Linked DNA regions of Columba livia: region 1 is linked to region 2. The links are chromatin contacts, called in public Hi-C maps. All regions are on one chromosome and are shown on one strand. The core of a region is the stretch at or near the end of the contact, and the rest is flanking DNA. Distances in the headings are between cores, read along the strand shown.

The links. A called contact is a pair of places that touch in the nucleus more often than the background predicts.
Region 1: a contact with region 2 is called in a Hi-C map of liver, with 2.6 times the contacts expected there. The contact joins two enhancer-like sites. A contact is called at or near these places in 2 of 2 Hi-C or Micro-C datasets (crop and liver).

Annotation. Positions count from the first base shown.
Region 1 is chr2:137,494,456-137,497,977 of bColLiv1.pat.W.v2, forward strand. No RefSeq gene overlaps it. Among named protein-coding and RNA genes, the nearest start is that of GEM, 24 kb to the left of the region's middle. Within about 2 kb of position 1,531, at least 1 of the 3 cell types and tissues checked has an H3K27ac peak away from gene starts, as active enhancers do.
Region 2 is chr2:137,296,538-137,300,275 of bColLiv1.pat.W.v2, forward strand. It overlaps TMEM67 (transmembrane protein 67), which reads left to right. Exons shown (of 27, transcript XM_065053971.1): 17 at 107-193; 18 at 923-1,022; 19 at 1,118-1,257. Among named protein-coding and RNA genes, the nearest start is that of TMEM67, 24 kb to the left of the region's middle. Within about 2 kb of position 1,869, at least 2 of the 3 cell types and tissues checked have an H3K27ac peak away from gene starts, as active enhancers do.

The DNA.
Region 1 (3,522 bases), core at 281-2,780, 200 kb after region 2:
AAATGCATCAGAGGAAAATGAAGACCGTGTGTTGTCAAGTGGGTGTAAATCAAACTAAGCAAACAAAGGAGCACGTGGAGAACTCAGGCTGACACCCAGGATGAGAGAGAAGAGGAGGAGAGGCTGGAAGCAGCAACGGCCACAGATGCTTTTAGACAGACATATTTTCCTCAAATCAGCTTAGTTTTCCACATGTTGATGAAAAGCCAGGTGAAAGGCAGCAGCAACCCATGTACCCAACCAGGGAACTTCCTAGCAGAACACCCACAAGTTAGTTGCAGCGTTCAGCATTACTCATCCGGCTCCTGGCTCATGCTGCTTGTGCGAACATGTACTGTCCCTCGAGTGGAACACTGCGTCCTATGTTATAAGCCCTCTAGGTACCTATGTCTCCAAAAGCAGCCTTGCTTTTGTACTAAGTAATAGCACAGAAAGCCTTGTCAAAACCAGATTTTGATTCAGCTTATCCTTCAGTTACTCTATGAAGCTAAAAGTGGTTTTCCTCATTGTTCTTTATAGCCCTCCCAGATAGTCTAGCCACAAACACATCATTTATTTAAGCCACACATAAACAACCATGATTTACGTCAACTTCTCATTCAATGGAAAGCACGTGAAAACACTACTTTCCTTCTCTGTGTTACTTGCCTGCAAGGGCTTGAGTGTCTCTGCAAATTCCTGGTGGTAACCCCATGCAGTTGTCAATGCTTGTTCCATATTTGGTATTTTAAGAAATTCCCATGAGTTTATTTCATTACAAAATCATTCAGTCACTATTCGTGACCTTTTTTGCACCAGATGATGAGTCGAAGAACTTCATGATCTCTGAAAAAGGCAGACTCTTAACCGGACTTGATGTCAACCTCTCGTCAGAATGTAAAACATATTTACCGCAGTTGCCATACAAACCTGTTTGACACCCAAAGCTTGTTATGCGGTTCCTTGTCTGTCGGTAAGTGAATAGAGTTATAATTCAGATTGCTATTATAATTATATGGGATCACCATCTCAATCACAAAAAAAAACCCTGAGCCAGGACTGATAAAAACTGAATCAACAAAAATGGTCATATGAAACCAGAAAAAAAAAAAAAAGAAACAAAAACAAAAAAAAAAACCACCAACAAAAACCTTTGCTGCAACATACAAAAACAAATAAAACACCACCCATTCTGCTTTTTAAAACCAGGGTTGGTCTCAGTCGAGAACATGCAGTACTCTTATCTCTTTGGCAGTATGCCCTATACCAGAAGTAACAGAATTTCTCTGAAATCCCCTCCTCCCAGCTCAGAGCTGGCAAGGAACACAATGCTGATTGCTGAATCTGAGGGCTGGTTGACAACCCTTCCTGCCCAGCGTGATTCAGAGTCCTGCAGTAGCTGTTCTAAGAACACAGATCACTCACTAAGAGCACATGTCCCTGTGGTCTGATCTCCTGGCAGGGTGAGCACTCGGTTCACATCGGTGCCATTCACTGCGGTGCCCTACGGCACATCGGGGCTCAGGTGGAGCTCACCCTCACTGCATAACCGTCGGCATCTCACACCTACAGAAGCACCGGGATGTTTAGCTTGCACTGCACTTGCTGCTTGCTGCCTTGGACATATCTCTATGGATTTTTCCTGATTCTGTAGTCCTAATAAATGTCAAATACTGGCAATATTTGTTTAGCATTTGTTGAAAAAATACACTGCTTGCCATAGTACTTACACCTGTAGTTTCTGCTGCTCTTCATGCTGCATTGAAGATGATGCTCTTCCAGATCTATTGTTAGGTAGACTTGCCTTATTCTTTGGCATAGATCCATAAGAACAACCACTTGGTGGATGAATGCTTGCATCCTTCAAAAAGTGGAAAAGGCAGCCAAGTGCATTAATCAACGCCTTGTATTTCAAGCATTGCACTAGATCACAGCCATGGCTTCAACAGCGCTTTCCCCCCTGCTTTCTGCAGGAGACTAGAACTGACTGGTGTGACCAGGCAGCATGATCTGCCTAGTGCTTTACAGACAGCATGACTGGCAGTGAGTCCAGAAGCCACACCTGAGGCCATCTGCTAGGACCTGATACTTGCCTTTCAGCACCAGCCACCTTCCCCATCCTCTAACGTTTCACAGTTGTTAAGATAAGGGGCAACATGACCTTGTAGAGACTTGAAATCCTTGCTATACCTTATCAGTCAACAGTCAGGCCAGGGTAAATGCACCACAGGGAGTTTTCCTAGTAGACATTTCTCAAGTACAGGTGAATAAATTCACATGTCCCCAAGCCGCACTCTGTATGAAAATACTGATTATTATACTATGACTATGTGAGCAGGGTGGGCAAGTCTCATTTTGCAGGCTGGTGCAGACTACTGTGGGAGAATCATAGATGGCATAATAACTTAGTGTCTGTATTCATGCTTCCTATACTTTCTACAAACTATTCTTCCAGTGCAAAATATAAGTTTCCAGGATACACCAAATTTCAGACTCAGATTTTCCATCTGCATCACGTGTAATGCCTTGTGAAACCTGTTATTTGGGTAGTATCGTCTTAGCCCAACAACCAAGAAGCACATGCATACTTCCATCACGCCCAAAAGTCATGAAGGGTTAACGAGGAGCATACATTTGGTGGGCCGGGTGGATGCTGGAGGAGCCTTCCACTGAGCATCACCATGTGCTGCCACTGCCAGAGACCTGGGGCAGCTTGGCGTGGCAGGGCAGAGACAGGGAGTCGTTCTGCAGCTGGAACTGGCAATGTGTGTTTGTACAGACCCCTTTGGGCTTCTTCACCTTGGAGTAACATTACTCTGTTCAAGAGGCCATCTGCCAGAAATCTCTCCCAGAACAATGACTGGAGCCCAGATCACCTTCATGCATACAGCAGTATCTGCCTGGGGGCTCATCTCCTCTGGGCTCCAGAGAGCTCCGTGCTGGTCCAGCACCAGCTTTTACTTTATTTATTTTAAAACTGCCAAAATAAAACTACCTTGGAGGCCCAACAATAAAAGGGCTTCCCTGACAGACCTGTGTTCTGCCAGCATGCAGCTACAGCTGTGTTGTGCAGGGTGGTGCACGACGTGACAGAAGTCGGATGGTCTGAGGACGGGACTCAGCAGGTGGGGTGAGGCCTGCTGAGGTACCCTGGAGGGACTGTCCCCCTGTACTCGGCACCGGTGAGGCCCCACCTCAAAAACTGTGTTCAGGTTTGGGCTCATCACTGCAAGAACGACATGGAGGTACTGGAGAGAGTTCAGAGAAGGGCAATGAAGCTGGTGAGGGGTCTGAAGCACAAGTCTGATGAGGAGCAGCTGAGGGAACTGGGGCTGCTCAGCCTGGAGAAAAGGAGGTTGAGACCTTACCACTGTCTACAACTGCCTGAAAGGAGGTTGTAGCATGGAGGGTGTTGGTCTCTTCTCCCAGGTAACAAGTGATAGGACAAAAAGAAATGGCCTCGAGTTGCACCAGGGGAGGTTCAGATTGGATATTAGGAAAAAATTCTTCATGGAAAGAGCTGTCAGGTATTGGAACAGGCTG
Region 2 (3,738 bases), core at 619-3,118:
ACATTAAATATTGATATTTTTCTGCAAAATGTGATTCATGTTTATGCACTTATAATGTTGTTACATATGCCAGCCACATTGTTTCAATGTAATTTCTCAATTACAGGCTCAGCAGTTTGTCTCTGTCCTTTTACCACTTCCATCTCAAGAAGAATATTTTGTTACATACATAGCGTGTGCCTTCAGTCTAAAGGTAAATATTTTTTCTTCTGGCATGAAAGACATTTCAACGTACACTTCTGCATATTTTCAGTAGGCTTGTTTTTAAACATTTTGTATAGTTCATTTTATTAGTGTATAGATATAAATAATTATTCTAAGAATTAAATCAGTTTTCCATAGACATTTATTTTGTGGTGACTCTATAGGGAAATAAATGTCTAAGAAAGATGATCTATGGAAAATTATTCTTTCAAGGATTAAGGTTCAAAGAAATCCAAATAAAATAACACTATATCAAGAAAGCAAGTGCTTTCTTTTAAAGCGGAGTGTAAGGGCTGTCAGTTCCTGATTAAAAAGAAGACATCAAAATAATCATGTTCAAGCATACTTCTAGAATTCAAATACCAATATTCTGTCTTCATGGGACATACAAGTATTTTACTAATTTTGGGTATTTTATTGAATTGGAATTCAGAATACGGGTTAATATGTCATGGGAAACTACTTAGTCATTTTTTTATAAATGTGTTACTTTTATATATTTTCTTTATTATTTTGCACATCCTCACGTGATTTACCATTACTCCAAGCTTTTAAGTTAAAAAAAAAATTAGCAAAAGTTGGTAATAAAGTTGCAGTCTCAGGTATAGTCAAGTGTATCAGTTATGTTTAATGAATGACATGCAATTACTGTTTCTTCATCCTTGGCTGTTTGTTGTTGCTATCCTTACTGTTTACATTTCTCCTTTTTCTTTCTTAGGCTCTACAATTCTTACAATTGCTGGTTTCACAACTTACTATAGATATTTTCTTCATTGATTGGGAAAGACCTAAGGGCAAAGTTCTTAAAGCGGTCGAAGGTAACTCAAACTATGCTTGTGTGTGTAAACAGATTTGATTAAATTAATACTGTCAAGTATTAACTTTCAGAGCTTTTTGTATGCATTCTTTTAAGGTGAAGGTGTTATTAAAAGTGCCGTGGCACCTGTGAGCATATGGAGGACATATTTTATAGCAAATGAATGGAATGAAATTCAGACAGTGAGGAAGATAAATCACCTCTTTCAAGTGCTTGCAGTTCTTTTTTTCCTGGAGGTATTATTACTACTACTACTACTACTACTACTATTATTATTATTATTATTATTATTATTATTATTATTATTATTATCTTTTTTATGATTCACAACCAGAGTGTAACGTAAGGGTCTGGTTTTTGTTTCTTGCTTGCTCTGTGGTAATAGTGGATGACCTTCAAGTTCACTTGAAAATGTGTAACTTAGTGAAATAATTACTTTAACATTTTAAAATGTATTTGTATGATGTATGTATAGGTCATTGCAATATTTTGCAATGTTTCATTAAGGAAGGCTTAAAATAAAACCCACACAAACAACCCTTAATTACCTTAGAGAACTTTGTTAGTTCTGTTTGGTTTTTTTAAGGTAGGGAGTTTCCTTAAGAGACTAATAAATCTATGTACACACTCAATTCTTTGTTTGCCTGCTGGCTCCCTCTTGCCATGGTTTATTTCTGGTTTCATATTTATCTGAACTGAACTTCCTTCCTGCTAATTTGCTGTAGTGACCTTTTATAAAGCAGGAAATGAAATGTGCCAGTTCTGTTCCTGATGGCATAACACAAGGCAGTATGCCTTCAGTTACAGTTTAAGGAGATATGAGAACTTCAGCTTCAGCTTTTCAAAACATTTTGGTTTGTTTCTTGGTAAGTACTTTTATTTTGGGAAGTATTCCTGAAGCATGTAGTATATAGATATTTATATGAGGGGGTTTTTACATATTTTTGATACTTTTATTCATTTTTTAGTTTCTGGTTTTGAATTTCCTATTTTTCTTTTAAATTAAATACAGAAAAAAAACCCACAAACAAAAAAACCCACACCAAAACAAAACAAAAAAACTTTTCTCATTCACTACATCAGTATTTTTGCTGTTGGTAAATACAGGGCAGGAACAACTTCTGTGTCATGTTCTAAGGAAGGAATGGGAGAAAAAAGAATGAGTATTCCTACAACTAATTAGTTTGCTCAGGTTACTCTTCATAGGCTCCTGATATTACTAGGAGGGAGAGGCTACTCTTAGTAGAGGGTGATTAACATCTTGCTCTATAACTCCTGCTATGAATTTCCCTCTGAAAAATCATTTTCTTGCCACTGATAGTGGAGGAAGTCATGAACGATACCTAAATAGGTTAATATTGGTATTTGTGAAAACTTCAGCTGATCTTTATAACTTTCATTGTCATGCTGGAGTCTGGAATGTAGTTGCCCTAGAAGTGTAATGCTCAGGGTAGATATAGCAGTTAGCTCCTCCCTACAGATAGGAACTTCTGTATTGCTCAAACCTGCTTTCTTGGCTTACCGGTTTTGATGGAGTGACTGTTCAGTTCTCATTAATCGTGATGACAGACTCTACAGTGGTGGAAAACAAGTCAGGAAGTGCAGTAGTTGGAGGAAGTTGGAGAGTGTGGCAGAAGGAGTCTCCCAGCCCTCGGGCCTCATGGCTGGCACTGCAGCAGCCCCTGGTTGGCACTGGGTCACCGTGGCAGTGTTGGCTACATGGCACTTTGACCGCAAAACTGACCTTTCCACTATTGTGCTGGGTCTGGCCGGGATGGAGTTAATTTTCTTCACAGCAGCCCATAGGATGCCATACTTTGGATTTGTGGTCAGAACAAGGCTGATAACACACCGACAGTTTTGCTATGGCTGAACAGTGCTTGCACAGCATCAAGGATGATCTCCAGAGGTCCCTTCCAGCCATAACCATTCTGTGATTCCATGAGAGGGCTGGGGTGCACAAGAAGCTGTGAGGAGAACACAACCAGGAGAGATGGTCCCTGCTGACCAAAGGGCCATTCCATATCATATACCATCATGCTGAGCAATGGAGGGGAGGGATTATTCTGGTGGCTGGCTGGGCATTGGTCTGCCTCTGGCAGGGAGTAATTGCCTTTGCATCTCTTGTCATGTTGTTTGTTTTGTTTTGTTTTGTTTTCACCACCTTCTTCCCTTTTCTTGGCTTATTAAACTGTCTTTATCTTGACCAATAAGTTTTCTTGCTTTTGTTCTTCCTGTTCCCCATCCTGCTGTGGTGAGGGTTAACCCACCACAAATATGGTGATGGTGCAGCTTCAGTTCTGAATTATTTTCATAAAATTCTCACCTCTTTGGTGTTTCAAGACATAGTGTTTCTCTCATCTTCTTTATCTGGGATTTTTTTTCTAGATTGTTTGCCTAAAATATATTCAGTCATAAAGACAACAGAGGTAAATATATTTCTGTTTAATAAAAACAAAAAAAATCTCTTTCTTACAGTCCCTACAGTAAAAAATTAACACTGGAATATATAGGACCAAAGAGCTGAAATTTGACAGAAATAATCTCTGCAGTCTAACAGTAGAATCTTTGGAGTTTTTCAGTAAAAATCAATGTTGGCCTGTTCTGAGATTTAGCTGCATGTGTTCTGAAATTGTGTCAACACATGCATGCAGTTTAATTATTTTAATTACGTTTCTTGTTAATAACACTGGATCACACGAGTGGGCTCTATCACA